Regions from separate parts of the Oryctolagus cuniculus genome. Here region 1 is linked to region 2. The links are chromatin contacts, called in public Micro-C maps. All regions are on one chromosome and are shown on one strand. The core of a region is the stretch at or near the end of the contact, and the rest is flanking DNA. Distances in the headings are between cores, read along the strand shown.

Region 1 (7,190 bases), core at 2,396-4,895, 280 kb before region 2:
AACCTTGAAATTTTGCTGGGAATTTCAGTAGAATGGCTTGCATACCTCTGCCTTGAATGACATTTTAAATATATTAGAACCTGTTCATTGTCAACATAAATGGTTCTGGGCCTTTGCAGTGTGTATCAACCCTCTCTGACCCAAGTAATCCCTGTTTTATAAAACATGTTGTAATGTACTTTTAATCCTGAGGAGTGTGAAACATGCCAATCATTAGGCTGATTGCTGCCCGTTTCTACTCAAAAGCAGTGGGGTGGGGCAAAGGAGTGTCATGGGTGCCTGCTGTATTCTTCCCTGCCCCCATTGTATAAAGGAGCCTCACATTAATCCTGCTGATCAGGGTCAGTTACTCCTGCCCAAATGGTACTTCCCTTTACAGATCCCTGTACAGAGTTCAGCTGCCCTGAGTGGCAGCTTTAGCTTGTAGTTAAGCAGGGTCACACTGTTTAGAATAAAAAGAGCCTTACAAAATGTATTAGATTATTTGGGTCAGATAGGGTTGCAAACTGTTGTAAAAGGCCATAACAAATAATGTTGATAATGTTGCTTCATCCCTTGGCAAGAGTAACCCGTTTGAGAACTAGGATTTCCAATTTGCTATGCCCAGAGTTAGGAGGACAAACCCCCAAGGAGGTCCTAGAAAGTGATGATTAGTGGGGCCACTCTTACTTCTACCCTCTGGTTCCCGGACCCATGTATTACTGGAAGCAGCCCCTGATTTTAATACATACACGAACTTCTGAAAGAGCTATGCGTATGCACTTCCAGAGGGTTGCCTCTGATGTCAGTCTTGTGTGCCTGCATGAGGCTTTTCTGTCCTGTAAGGCTGGCTGGTTTTTGCCAGTGCAGGATTCCATGGTCATGGGCTCACCCTGCCTCCTTTGCTGTAAAGTGAAATCCTGTACTTATCTTTGTGGAACACATACCACCGTGCTTCCAGGCTGGAGTCCAAATCAGTTGGTTTACTGCTAGGTGGCCAGTTCTGTGGAGTGCCTTGTTGGGACTTAGTGTTTATTGCTGGCAGGTTAGCGGTTCTGGGGCAGAAGTAGCTAGACTGACCTCGGTGAGTGTTATCTACTTGTCAGGTGTTGCTGTACATGCATGCTAGATTAGGTGGATATTCTTTTACCCTCCACCTTCCCCAGATCTGGCCCCCCTTCTGCCTGCTGTCTCTGTCCTTTAAGGGGCCGACCTCTGCACTGTATCACCTGGGCTCCCGTGTCTGCAGGTATGGCTGGTGGGAGGCCCCAAAAGGAGGGGAGAGACTTGAGTATTCCCCCAACTCCCTCCCTTCCAAGCCATGGCTTTGCAGAAGCTGTGTCCCTTAACTAAAGGCTACAAGTTCCATAGGTTGCAAAGGGTCTTCTCACCTCACCTCTTCAATTAAAGATTGGTAATGCGTCCCATGTGGATACCCGCAGAGCACTTTTCCTTTATCTTCCAGAACCCCAGCCTACACAAGAGTGTTTTCTGCCTTTTCACTGAATTGTAGACAGTAAACAAACATTTTCATCTCAATTCACTTAATATGTCTTAAGCACTATATACCAGATACAAGGGTACTTCAAAAAGTTAGTGCAAAGTGGAATTAGAAAATGTTTGTTTTGATTCAAAAGTGAACTGTTTGAAGACCCTCTTGGCCTCATGTGCATGGATTTCAGAATTTTTGGCACCAAAATAAACTTAGCCTTTAATTGCATTTTGCATGAGTTTTGTGAAGTATCATAACCATTCTGTGAGGAAACAGTGGTGAATGAGACCAGTTCAATGATAAATGTACCAACTGTGCCAGATACACTTCTGTTCTTCGAAAAGATTGTAATGAGCAGGACAAGGAGATGTAGTTAAAGGGTAACTTCAAACCGAAAAATGCCATGAACCCCTGATTGACCCTGAGGGGATGAGGTGAGGGGAGGCAGCCTCTTTACAGTGGGCAGGCTGGGAGGGCTTTTTAGAGGCAGTAAGGTTAATGACTTCAGGACCTGACCTAAAGGGTGAGGAGGAACTTGCTGCTCTGAGATACAGGAGGATATTCCAGATAGTGAGGGCGATAGGCAAGGGCAGAGGCCTGAGGGACCAGTGAATTTCAGTATACAGAAGGTTCTGGGACAGTTACATCATGGCAGGTGTATAGTAAGAGTGAGTACTAACTTGGAATATGATGTCAGCCTTTTCAGAGTATACTGCCAAGATTGTGTAGCAAGGCCTTTGCAGATTATTCAGTTATATGCTAGCTTCTAGCACCGGGCAGAACTAACTCCCTAACAGTAACCCCAGTTTACCTACAGCCACAGCTACAAAGCTTCAGAGGTGAGCTCTAATTCCATCTGTTCTGTCAATCTCAGGGTAATTTTTTCCTTTGAATTAAGGGAGTAAGGATAGACACATTAGCTGGAGTCCTTAGCAGTTTTAAAAGTTAAGTAACCTGTCCACAGAAATGAAGTAAACTTTAGCCAGAAGAAGGCATCCAATGAGGGAAAGATACAAAGGTGCAAAGTCTGTGGGAAAAGGGAATCAAGTTTCTTATGGTGTAAAGCAAATTTGAAATATCTACATATTTTCAAGATACTCATTTTCCACTAGCTTTAAAAAATGGAAAGCTGGAGACCACCATCCACTGGTTAACTTCCCAGAATCCCCAAATGACTGGTGGCCAAAGCTGAGAGCTGGGAACTCAGTCCACTAGCATGCCCATTAGTGGAAGCTGGAATTTGAACCCAGGCACTCCCGAGATGGGATGCAAGTGTCCCAGACTGGGTCCTAATTGTCCCAGCACAAACCTCCTCAAGTACCATAGCAGGTAACAGGCGTTTTTCTAAAAAAAAAATTGTGAGCTGCCCAAATTACCAAGATTTAAGCTTGTGGTTTATTTTTACTTGGGTGTTCAGAAGTTGATGGAAGAGTGACTTGGAGCCTATTTTAGCATATAAATATGTGTGCTAGGAATCTGCCACCCAACAGGAACCTACTTGACTTCTGGCCTTTCCCTTCCTGCCAAGACTCTCAAAGCCACTCCAGCAGATGAGCCGCCCTCTCTTTGGACCCTGGCTGCACACCAAAACTTTCCTGCATTAACCTGTGATGTAAATTTGAAGTGTCGTCGCATTATAACAAATACATCATTTTTAGCAATTTGTTTCCACTATTCATCAACAAAAGTTGTAATTTCACACCTTTGTCATTTGTTAGAATCTCTGTGTTCTCAACTAAAAGCCCTCTCTGGGTCAGGAACAGACTTATTTCTGTTCCACGCACCCCTGTCGGGCACTTAGAGAATCAGGATTCTAAGAGGCAGCTTTCTGCTTGGCTCAATGAGTGTCGTCTCCGACTGTGTCTCTTAATCTGAGTGTGCAAGGTCGCTTTTTGACCACGAAGCGGCGCTAAGCCACCAGCGAGGGCAGACCCACCAAGTTTTCCACAGGACTTGAAGTTCTGAACTTCTAAGAAGCACCAGGTTAATTCACGAGTTTTGGAGGATGCTCCCTAGGCATGATCGGTATTCCAGCCCAGGATGGGCGGCAGATGACGTGCAGAGTCCCCCGACGCACCTCAGGCCTCTGGGGGCTGCGGATCCGCCCAGGCGAGCGTTGGGGGAGTGGGTGAAGTCCGGCGCCCGGGGCCTCACGGACAGAGGTTTGCGCTGCGTGCGGGTCGGTCCCGCGCGCACGGGTGGCCCTAAGGAGCCAGCTCCCTGTTCGCCCCCGCCCCTCGGTGCGCGGGACCGACCAGGCCGCTCCTCCCCTGGGTGGGTCCCGGCTCCTTTTCTGGCAGAGTCTATTTGCATAGAAACTGCCCAAAGTGGCCGCTGTGGAGGAGCGGGCGGCAGCAGCGAAGGGGGCGTGCGCTGCGATCCGCTGCTGCCCGGAGGCCAGGTCTCCAGCCCCGCAGACCTCGTGCCTCGCGCGCTCTCGCCGGCTCTCTGCACCCTCAGCGTGCGGCCTGGGTGCTGCACCGCGCCCCGCCAGAGCCCACGCGCAACCAGCGCGCCATGAGCCGAGGCGAGCGCGCCGGGGGCGGCGGCGACGTGCGGAAGGGCAGCCCTACGGACGGCGGTGGCGGCGGTGGGGGAAGACCCGCGAAGACAGCCGGGACCCGGGCGGCGAGCGCGCTGTGCCTGCTGCTCTCCGTGGGTTCAGCGGCTGCCTGCCTGCTGCTGGGCGCCCAGGCGGCCGCGCTCCAGGGCCGAGTGGCGGCGCTCGAGGAGGAGCGGGAGCTCCTGCGGCGCGCGGGGCCGCCTGGCGCCCTGGCCGCCTGGGCCGAGCCGCACCTGGAGCGCCTGCTGCGCGAGGTGAGGCACCGGGCAGGGCGGGGGCCGTCCCGCCGCCAGCGATGTCTCGAGCTGGGGGAGTGTCGGCCATCCTGAGGAGGGGTCGCTGGATGCCTCAGCGGGGACCGGAGACCAGGGGGTGTTGGCCCCCAGGGCACTGTGCGGTCCCCACTCCTGCCTCAGAGTCCCGTGCCAGGACGCGCGGCGGGCGGGAAGAGGGAGCTCGAAGAGCTCTTGAAGGGGTGAACATACGGAGGAAAAGGAAACGCGACGCACTTGGGCGCAGGAGACGTGGGGCTGAATCTCTCGGGTGTGTGCGCGCCCGCTCTTCGCTGCCGGAGCTCATGCGAGCGGCGGCCGGTGCCTCCGCCGGTAGCAGCTACTGTTCCCAAAGCGGATGTATCCGTAGCGGCTGGCGGTCGCGGCACAGGAAAACCTCGGCCAGGCCGAGAGCCGGGGCCCTGCAGGGCCCCCAGCTCAGCCCAGACCGCCCTGTACAGCCTAGGCGCCTGGGGAAGCTCCTTTGGAAGCAGCTTCATCCTGAGGATGCTGTGTCCCCAGGCTGCGGTAGCTGAGCGCAGAGCGCGCGACCCGGCCTGAGGGGAACCCTGGGCAGCTGCGGAGGAGGACTGGAGGAGTTGAGCTGGTACCAGAAGCCCTGGGTTCCGTTCTTTGGCGGGCATGCCCCGTCCTGGACGAAGAGGTGGGCATGTGACACACTTGGTGATAGCCTCCAGGGAGGCTCTGTGAGCGGCTACAGTTTGCGCTGCTGAGTGTCTTCCAAGCAGGCGCCTCAAAGCCCTCACCCAGCACTGCCCAGACTCGGACCTTTGAGCAGCAGTTGCGCTTCCTGGAGGAAGCCCCGGACAGGCCCGGGGCTGGAGGGGAGGGAGGGGTAGGTGTGGAAGGAGGCCATGTTTCCCTGTGGAGGGCAGGCCTGTCACCATCTATTCCCCACCCTGTACCCAGCTGTGGTCTCTGTTGGGCTGTGAGTGCGGCCTCGTGGTGGCGTTCATTTGCGCTACACCTACCTCTTCTTAAACCAGTATTGTATCTTTCCTAGCTTGGTTCTGGGCAAAACTGTGGCTTCATCAGGTGGTTTCTTATTTTCTACCTTGAGGTTTCAGTAATCTCGCCTGAGCCCCGCTGGCAACTCCTGGTGGTGGTTTGGTAATTGCTGCCGGTTATCTTTTGGCAAATCCCTGGAGACCAGGGTGTTGAATGGATTTATGGAGGGCCAGCAGTACCTGTCAGTGCTATAGCAGTAGCTGTTCTTGCTAATGGGAGGCCCCTCCCACGTAGTAAAAATAAAACCAGAAATCCTGGCAAAACGTTTACACAAGGAGCTGACAGATTGTACCCACACTACCAGAGTTGGGGTCTTGAGAACTCAGCCTTTGTGGAGATGTGATGGTTTTCAAGTTCTGAGCTTCAGCAAGGAGAGACTTCGCGGTCACTTCAAGGAGCTTGCTCCTGCAGCACTGAATTTGACCTGGGAGAACTGTAGTGCATGAGTGAGCTTGTGAACAGATTTTCTCTCTCTCTCTCTCTCTCTCTCCCTCCCTCCCTCTCTCTCTCCCTCTTTCTCTCTCTCCTTCCCTCTTTCTCCAAACCCCCATCTCTGCTCTTGATTAGAAAGACAAAGGGATAATTTGGATCCCTGGAATTCCCATTTGAGAATTTGCTGTCCCATGCAACCCACTGAGCCAGTAGCTATGCAGAGTTTGGGGTGTGTGGCACCTGTTGTGCCTGGAGTGGAAGCTGGCAAGTTTGCCCGGCCACTGGAGAGTCACAGGTGCCACAGCATAAATACATTGGGATTGAGCTTCTGGCTGTTGGGGTGTCCCCTGTGAGAGGGCATCTGTCTCCAGGCCACTGGCTGCTCTGTCAATGTCACTGGATGGGAAATGTGCACAGCTTAGTGACAGTGAGTTCCCTGGCTAGGATGAGGTAGGCTGTGTGGGAGGCCCAGGCTGGGGAGCCAGCAGCTGACTTTCAGTAGATACGTAGGTACTTTTTTAAGCCTTTAGATATGAAAGACAGATACATATTGACCCAAACAAGTCTCTTGAGGGAAGAACATTTGTATTTGAACATGTACGCTCCAGCTCTGGTGTGCTCTCAGCGACACCTCTCTGAAGCCAGTGCTGAAGGAGTTGTGTGTATGTGACGGTTCTCGATGCTCATCCTCTTACCAACAGATCTGCTTAGAGCATCAATGGCAGCAATCACGTCCAAATTGAAGAAAAGGAATCCCTGACAAGCGCACACAACTTCAATAAAAAAAAAAAAAATCAACCAACAAAAGCCACTGTTAAAATGGGACCCATTCTGTGTTCCCTTGGGAACAGAAATGTGAAATAGCTTTTTCAGGGACTGGCTGATTTCCTTGATAAAATAGGCATAGAAGCTACAAAAAAAGGAATATTCATGCTAACTCGTGACTATTAAAGATGCTTCCCATGACCGAAAAGGAGAAAAATAGTTTTCGGCATATAAAAACAAGATTTCTGAGCAGGAGCCATTAACCAACGATAGTATCTTCCATAAGATCTGAAAATATTCATGCAAAGCAAACATCTACTATTTTGCTTTTAAAGTGCTTTAAAAAGGTTGCCTAAGTAACCCAGCCCCTCTATAGTCGCACCTACAGTTACAAGTGTTACAGAAGCTTCAATTCTAGAGCACACAGCTTTCTCACTTCTGTAGAAAAATTTAATGCAAGAATTAAGGAAATATTTAGTTGTATTCAGAGGAGACCATTTCCAGCTTACAGTGGATTTATTGTTGGCTGTAGGCCTTCCACTGTCCAGACCAATCAATTCGAAAACAAGAAGAGTACAGAGACTCAGGGAAAATTCAAGTGTTTTCCTCTCCTACTGTTGAGCCTGTTCCATTGGCCAAGTTAAACCTACTGTAGCTC
Region 2 (7,257 bases), core at 3,322-5,821:
GTGAGACTATAGAGGTGACAGCGCTACACGCAGCACAAACTGTGTCACAAACTCAGCCCTTCAGGACTTGGTGGAAAGTAGGGAGCATTTACCTTGTGCCCAGACAGGCAGTATGGCTCCCCTGCAGCAGGCAGCCTGGCCTCTAACTGGGCTCTGCAGGACGTAAGAATGGAAGGCTCGAAATGGCTATGACCCACCTTCACCCCACGGAGCACAAGGGCCAGGGCCCTCTTCCTGGTCAGCAAGGAGATGCACTGAGCAGCTGGAGGCTCTTGCTGGACCCTCAAGCAATGCCTTAAGCAGTTCAGGACGACTGAAACGAGTGGTTCTAACAGAGCCACTGCTGGGTGACCCACATCGCTTTTACCCACCTGGTGTGTCTATCTACTTTGCAGATGCCCCTCGACTTACGCTGGGTTAAGGCTCCAAAAATCAGTCATAAGTGGGAGGAGTCATAGGTGGAAAATGTACTGAAGGCCCCTGACCCGCCACCTGCCCTGGCCCAGCAGCCCCGCGCCCTGGAGAGCCTGGGTCAGTCCCCTTGTGACCATGGGGCTGACTGGGAGCGCGCTTGCTGCCACCGCCCAGCATCACAGGGTGGGGGTGGGGGGGATGGGACCACCAGCGCTAGCCCAAGACAAGTCAGCGTCCACACCCCAGGCATGCGGTGCACGGAGTGCGTGTTGCTTCCACGCCATCGGGAGTGGGAAATCCCAAGTGACGCCCTCCTAGGTCCAGAGTGGAGTGGGTGGTGCAGGGGAGCTACTCCTCACTTCCCCACGGCTTCTCCCCCTGAGCTCTCAGGGACCCAGGCACCCCCTTTCCCCACTGTAAGCATCAGAGAGGCCACCGGCTGATGATGGGGGTCATTTCTCCTGGGTTCTCCCGACCAGCTGCCAGGGGTCTGCCTTCCACAGAGGTCTCTTCTCCCTGGGCCACCCTCCTGCCTTCCTCCAGGACCCAGTGGGGTATGGGATGGCCACCAGCACCATCGGCCTCAGGCAAGAGCTGTGGAGCCCAGAACCCGGGTCGGAACCCAGCCTCTGCCTCCCATGAGAGAGCAGGGAAAACCTTGGGCAGTCCCTGTAGTGGCCCTGAGCTCTACCCCCTGCCCTGAAGAGAAGAAAACGAAGGTGGGGTTCAGAGCCCACACACTGCCTACGCGGGACGTGGTGCTCACGGCCAACTGAGGGCGTGGCCACTGGGCGCCCACAGGACTGTCGGGATCCACACAAGTTGTAGTGCATGCGAGAGGGGCTCCAGCCTGGCTCTGTAATGCCGGGGTGGGGAATGGAGGGATGTGTGTGGCCCCCAGGGTGAAACTGGGGTTCCTGGGGAGGAAGCAGGGCAGAGCCCAGTGGGGGCCCCCCACTTCCTGTCTGCAGGCAGCTCTGCAGCTCGCTCCTCATAGCGCTGAGACGCCCTGAGCAGACAAGCAGGCCAGGGATGAGGGGACCCGGGAAGCTGTCACCACAGCCCATGTGTGCCCTTTCCCTGAGGGTGCCTGGCCCAGCCTGCACCAGACCCAAGTTTCTGCACAGAGGTGGGCACCTGCAGGGCCCAGGGCATGGGTGTTGCCTCCAAGCATCAGCGCTCTGGCACTGCTGCCTGAGCTGACCCTTCCATGAGACCCACAGCTGAGAGGGGACTGTGAGGGGTGGACACCCTGCTGGGCTCCCCTGGAGGAGGGAGAGCAGTTCCGCAGCGGGAGCAGAGGGGACAGACTTCTGCAGGCTCCTGGGGCCCATGAGTTTTGAGCTGAAATTCCCATGCCTTGGCCTGTGGAGGGCCCCCAACCAGGGCTGACTGCAGATGGCTCTGTGTGGTGAGATCTTTCCTAGGAATCGGTGTAGGCTTATTTCTGTGATTATCTCCTCAGCATTAATGTCTGTAGTTGAGTCACTGCACCAAAGGGTTTGCACATGTTTGAGGCTTTGATGTGTATTGCCAAATAGCCCTGCAGGAGGCTGTCCTAATTCCCATTCCCACCAACAGCAGATGAATACGGGCTGTTTCCCCAAGCCCTGGACACACTTTTAAATGTATGTCAGTATGGTAAGTTTAAAAATATATGCATGTATGTACAGATCTTATTTTAATGTAGGGTTCACCTTCAATAGTGCATTTGAGATTTGTGTGGTCCTTGGTGCTGTCTGGTGGTCAATATTGGAATTGCAGGCATAGAGCTTAAAAAGGTGACCGCAGCATTGGAGAGCCTTCACATACAGGTTGGTCCAGGGACCACAAGGCTCAAGGAATCAGCAGTGCAGGGGGAATTCTGAGCTCAGAACGTTGCAAGCCAAGTGCACCCATGCCAGCCCAGCTCCCAGTTCTGAACTCTTGGCCATTGCAGGCATTTGGGGAGTACATCAGCTCTTTCTCTGCCACTCAAATGAATGAATTAATTAATCTTTTTTTTTTCTTTTTTTGACAGGCAGAGTGGACAGTGAGAGAGAGAGAGACAGAGAGAAAGGTCTTCCTTTTGCCGTTGGTTCACCCTCCAATGGCCACGCGGCTGGCGCTTCGCGCTGATCCGAAGCCAGGAGTCAAGTGCTTCTCCTGGTCTCCCATGGGGTGCAGGGCCCAAGGACTTGGGCCATCCTCCACTGCACTCCCGGGCCATAGCAGAGGGCTGGCCTGGAAGAGGGGCAACCGGGACAGGATCTGGCGCCCCGACCGGGACTAGAACCCAGTGTGCCGGCGCCACAAGGTGGAGGATTAGCCTAGTGAGCCGTGGCGCTGGCCCAATTAATCATCTTAAGTGGATGAATTGAGAGTTAAATGATGAAAAAAAGCAATGATCTTGAGGGAGAAATTTTCCCAGCAGAGGAAAAAGCAGGTGCCCAGGTCATGAATTTGGAGTGAGCTTTGTGTCTCCAGCAGCACTGAAGGCCACAGTGGAAGGAATGAGTGAGCGAGGGACAGGGAGATGGTAGAAGGCAAATGCCAAGGGGTGTCTGGGCCGCATCAGGTAAAACCTTGAAGGCCATGGTTTTGAAGGTCCGCTGGGGGGAGATGATGGCTGAACTTGGCCCTGGTTCTAGAAGCCACCCTCCCCAGAGACAGCTGCCAGGGGCACTGAGTCCTTTAGGGAACCCATGAGACAGGACTGTCACCTCTCAGCCCCTCAGCCCTCCAACTGTGCCAGGGAAGCGGGGGCAAGTACTGAGTGCTTACTGGATACACACTTATTCATGGGAGGCCAAGGCAGAAAGCTCCAAAACTCAAACCTCCTGAGCACAAATCCGAGGCCACAGCAGACAATTCCACATCTGACCTCACGGGATGGATCGCAGCGCAAACACAGATGCACCAGCACATAAGCTGTTCCTCAGGCCTATGAGACAAATGAATGTGGGGTTGAGTCTGGTCCTGCCCCAAAATATCTTGTGTTGCAGGCAGACTTTCCACAATGCGAAACCTGAAACCCATGTGGCCCCAGGCATTTCAGGAAGGGGCCTCCCAGGCTGCAGGGCAAAGACGAGGAAGGGAGCCTGGTGGGAGGGGGTTTCTGTAGTGCCTTCCCTAGTGAGACCATAATCCAGAATTGCAAGGTGGCAGCTGCTGAGGGTTGCACTAGCGCCACCTCCTGGGCCCCAAGCATAGTGCAGGGGACCCATCTGCCCAAATACCCCCCACCCCCACCAGAGGGATGGGGCACACACTTGCTCCGGGATTTACAGGCTCCCGGCCGCAGCGTGGTCCCTGAGGCAGGGCCCCAGCCTGGGACCAATTTTGACATGAATGACTCAGTCCGGCTGTTTGGAATTAATCAAGGGAGCGAAAGGGGCTCCGAGCACCACACATACATGTGCTTTCTTGCACTCTCGTAGTTCAAAAACAGCTTTGATTGTAAAAGTGTAATTAGTTAAATGATTCATCTGTAATGTCCTAAACCCATCTGTTTTTTTAGATTCCAACATCCTCCATCTCATTTTCATCTGACCCCTGCGGGACTGCCCCCCAGCCCCCTGGATTCCGGGCTGAGCAGGGGACGGGATGAAAGCAGATGTCCCAAGTCCCCAGTCATGGCCCCCAGATTGGAACCGCAAGGAGACACAGCCTGGCCCGCTGGAGAGGGCCACCATGCTGGCCTCTCCCACAGCCCCCAGGCCCACATTGGGCAGCTGCCCCTTGTCTTGGCCGGGTACTGCATGCCCAGTTTCCCCATGAGTGTCCCTTGTGGGGCACCCCAGCTTGGGGAGGCTCAGCTGCTGCTCCTGTCTTTGGGCCCCAGATGACTCATATAGACCTGGCATTGGCCCCGGTGCCTCCTGTGCACCTCGTCCTGGGCTGTCACTTAGCAAGGGCAGCAGCCGTCAGGGACCCAGCAAAGGAGGCCAAGCCTGCTCTTTGCTGGTTTGCCTGGGCTGCAGGCTGGCACCGAGCCCCACGTGCCCAGGGCAGCAAAGCAGCCTCACTCCATTGTCACAGAGCTGAGCAAGGCTGTTGCACCAAGCCCAGGGCTTCAAAGGAAACAGGCTTGGGAGAAAGCCTCTATGAGGGTAGGAGCCTCTCCACCCAGCTTCCCCGGTCCGGCACTAGGAGAGGCAGCACTGTCACCTCCAGTGCAACCCTGATCCCTCTAAGCCTGGACCTCTTCAACCTCTGGGAAGCCCCAGGGCAGATTTCAACGGGCTGGGTGCAGTGAGCGACAGCCCGTGCTGTCGCCATGGTCGATGACGTCAGCAGGGGAGCCCCTTCTTAGCCTGCAGCCTCAACGCCCTGCCCGGGATCCCGGTGGAGCTCCCCCGGCTGCGGCCCCGGCACAGGAGTCAGCCCGGGCCGGCCTCCCGCAGGTCCAGGGCGCCCTCTAGTGCCCGGCCCCGGAGCGCGTCCTGCGTTCCAACTGCGCCCAGGGCGCATTTGGGCCTCCTGGCGGCAGTGATGAGAGGTCCGTCCAGGGGTCCCCATCTCACGGAGCCCGTGATTGAGAAAGGGAGAGAATCAAAAGAGCGTGAGTCCCGGCCTCGCTGGGCGCTGTGGTCAGGGCGCCTGTGCCTGGCCTGGGGAGGGAGGAGGCAGGTGTGGACCGAGGTCAGGAGGTCAAGTAGGTGCCGACAGTGGGAGCCGCAGGAGGAGCAGCCAGGTGGTGGGGGCGGCTACTTGTCCTCCTGACCCAGCCCGCGCCCCCTTCCTCGGGGCAGCGCTGCCACGTGTTCTCCCTAGATGTGGAAGCTAAAAACAAAAACAAAAAACAAGCCGCCGCCGCGGCTCACTAGGCTAATCCTCCGCCTTGCGGCGCCGGCACGCCGGGTTCTAGTCTCGGTCGGGGCGCCGGATTCTGTCCCAGCTGCCCCTCTTCCAGGCCAGCTCTCTGCTCTGGCCAGGGAGTGCAGTGAAGGATGGCCCGAGTGCTTGGGCCCTGCACCCCATGGGAGACCAGGAGAAGTACCTGGCTCCTGCCATCGGATCAGCGCGGTGCGCCGGCCACAGCGTGCCAGCAGCGGCGGCCATTGGAGGGTGAACCAACGGCAAAGGAAGACCTTTCTCTCTGTCTCTCTCTCTCTCACTGTCCACTCTGCCTGTCAAACACACACACACACACACACACACAGGCAGGTCACATCCTTGAATCAGGCTGAAGCGAGCAGCACAGGGGCCCCAGCAGGAGACTTGGGCTCAGGGCCCTGGCTGGGGGTCCAAGCTTCAGCTCCCTCTGTTTTTAGAACAATGACAATGGCGCCTGCCTGCCACGGTCAGGGTCGCTGGTGGCCAGCTAAGAGGACAAGGGTGCATCACACGTGGACACCCTACCTGCGGCACACACTGCACGCCAGGCTGCTCTGTCTCCTCCGTCGTGCAGAAAGGGGCGGGGCGGGGAAGGGAGCGGTGGAGGCTGGTCCTGGCGGGAAGGAGAACAGGAGAGCCGGCTCACAGCCAGAATTCTAGGCTCCCCAGCGCTTGGGTGCCTTACCAGGGCTGGCCAGAGGGGGAGACTCCGCCGCTGGGGCTGGGGGCAAACCCGGAGCAGGGGATGGGAGGGGGTGGCTGGAGTCCAGCCCAGGCAGAGGGACCATTGTTGCATTATTGTTCGGCTTAGGAAGATTTTATTGACTTGTCTATGTGACAAACAGTTATAGAAGGAAGCTATTCTCAGAGCTACAACGTGACACCTTTGTTTTCAACTTTATATGTTATTAAATAGCTCTACCTAATAAACAGTTCCACAAAGGAAAAGACCATAAAACAGTGGCGCAGTAGGCTAAACCTCCACCTGCAGTGCCGGCATCCCATATGGGTGCTGGTTCAAGTCCCGGCTGCTCCACTTCCGATCCAGCTCTCTGCTATGGCCTGGGAAAGCAGTGGAAGATGGCTCAAGCACTTGGGGCCCTGCACCCACGTGGGAGACCTGGAAGAAGCTCCTGGCTCTTGGCTTCAGATCAGCTCAGCTCTGGCTGTTGAGGCCATTTGGGGAGTGAACCAGCGGTTAGAAGACCTTTCTCTCTGTCTCTCCCTCCCTCTGTTTATAACTCTACCTCTCAAATAAAGAAATAAAATTTTCACCAAAAAAAAGATACTCAAACTCACATAAAATAAATTGTAAAATAGCCATAAAATCCTCAATCCTATAGTAGCAGATACTTCGTATCCATTTGTTTGACAAAGATGTAGAGTGAAGTTTGACAAAACACTGTATTTGCAGCAAAACTGATACAGACCTTTATTTTTTAACTTCCACATATGGGGAGAACATGCAGCATTTGTCTTTCTATGTCTGGCTAACTTCACTCAACATGATGTCCTCCAGTGACAGCCATTTTGCTGCAAATGATAGGATTTCATTCCTTTTTGTCACGGAACGATCCTCCACCATGTGGATGTATATGACATTTTCTTTATCCGATCATCTGACGAGAAACACCTTGGTTGGTGGCAAATTTTGGCTGTTGTGAACAGTGCTATGAATATGGTGATGCAGCTGTTTCTTTGATACGTTGTATTCAAGTCTTTTGGGAATCTACTCAGTAGTGGGATTGCTGGATCATGAGGCAAATCTATTCCTAGTTTTTTAAGGCGTCTCCACACTGTTTTCCACAATAGCTGTACTGATTTACATCCCCACCAACGGTATATAAGAATTCTGGCTGATGCCACGGCTCACTAGGCTAATCTTCTGCCTGCAGCGCCGGCACACCGGGTTCTAGCCCCGGTTGGGGCGCTGGATTCTGTCCCGGTTGCCCCTCTTCCAGGCCAGCTCTCTGCTGTGGCCCAGGAAGGCAGTGGAGGATGGCCCAAGTGCTTGGGCCCTGCACC

What was found. A called contact is a pair of places that touch in the nucleus more often than the background predicts.
Region 1: a Micro-C map of ear pinna shows a contact between it and region 2, with 9 times the contacts expected there. The contact joins the promoter of COL23A1 here to the enhancer-like site in region 2. A contact is called at or near these places in 2 of 6 Hi-C or Micro-C datasets (ear pinna and an unstated tissue).

What each region holds. Positions count from the first base shown.
Region 1 is chr6:64,124,534-64,131,723 of mOryCun1.1, reverse strand. COL23A1 (collagen type XXIII alpha 1 chain) reads left to right here and starts at 3,645. Exons shown (of 28, transcript XM_008255487.4): 1 at 3,645-4,288. The coding sequence starts at 3,989.
Region 2 is chr6:63,848,640-63,855,896 of mOryCun1.1, reverse strand. All of the region lies in intron 5 of COL23A1 (collagen type XXIII alpha 1 chain), which reads left to right. Among named protein-coding and RNA genes, the nearest start is that of PHYKPL, 40 kb to the right of the region's middle. Within about 2 kb of position 4,571, at least 1 of the 8 cell types and tissues checked has an H3K27ac peak or open chromatin away from gene starts, as enhancers often do.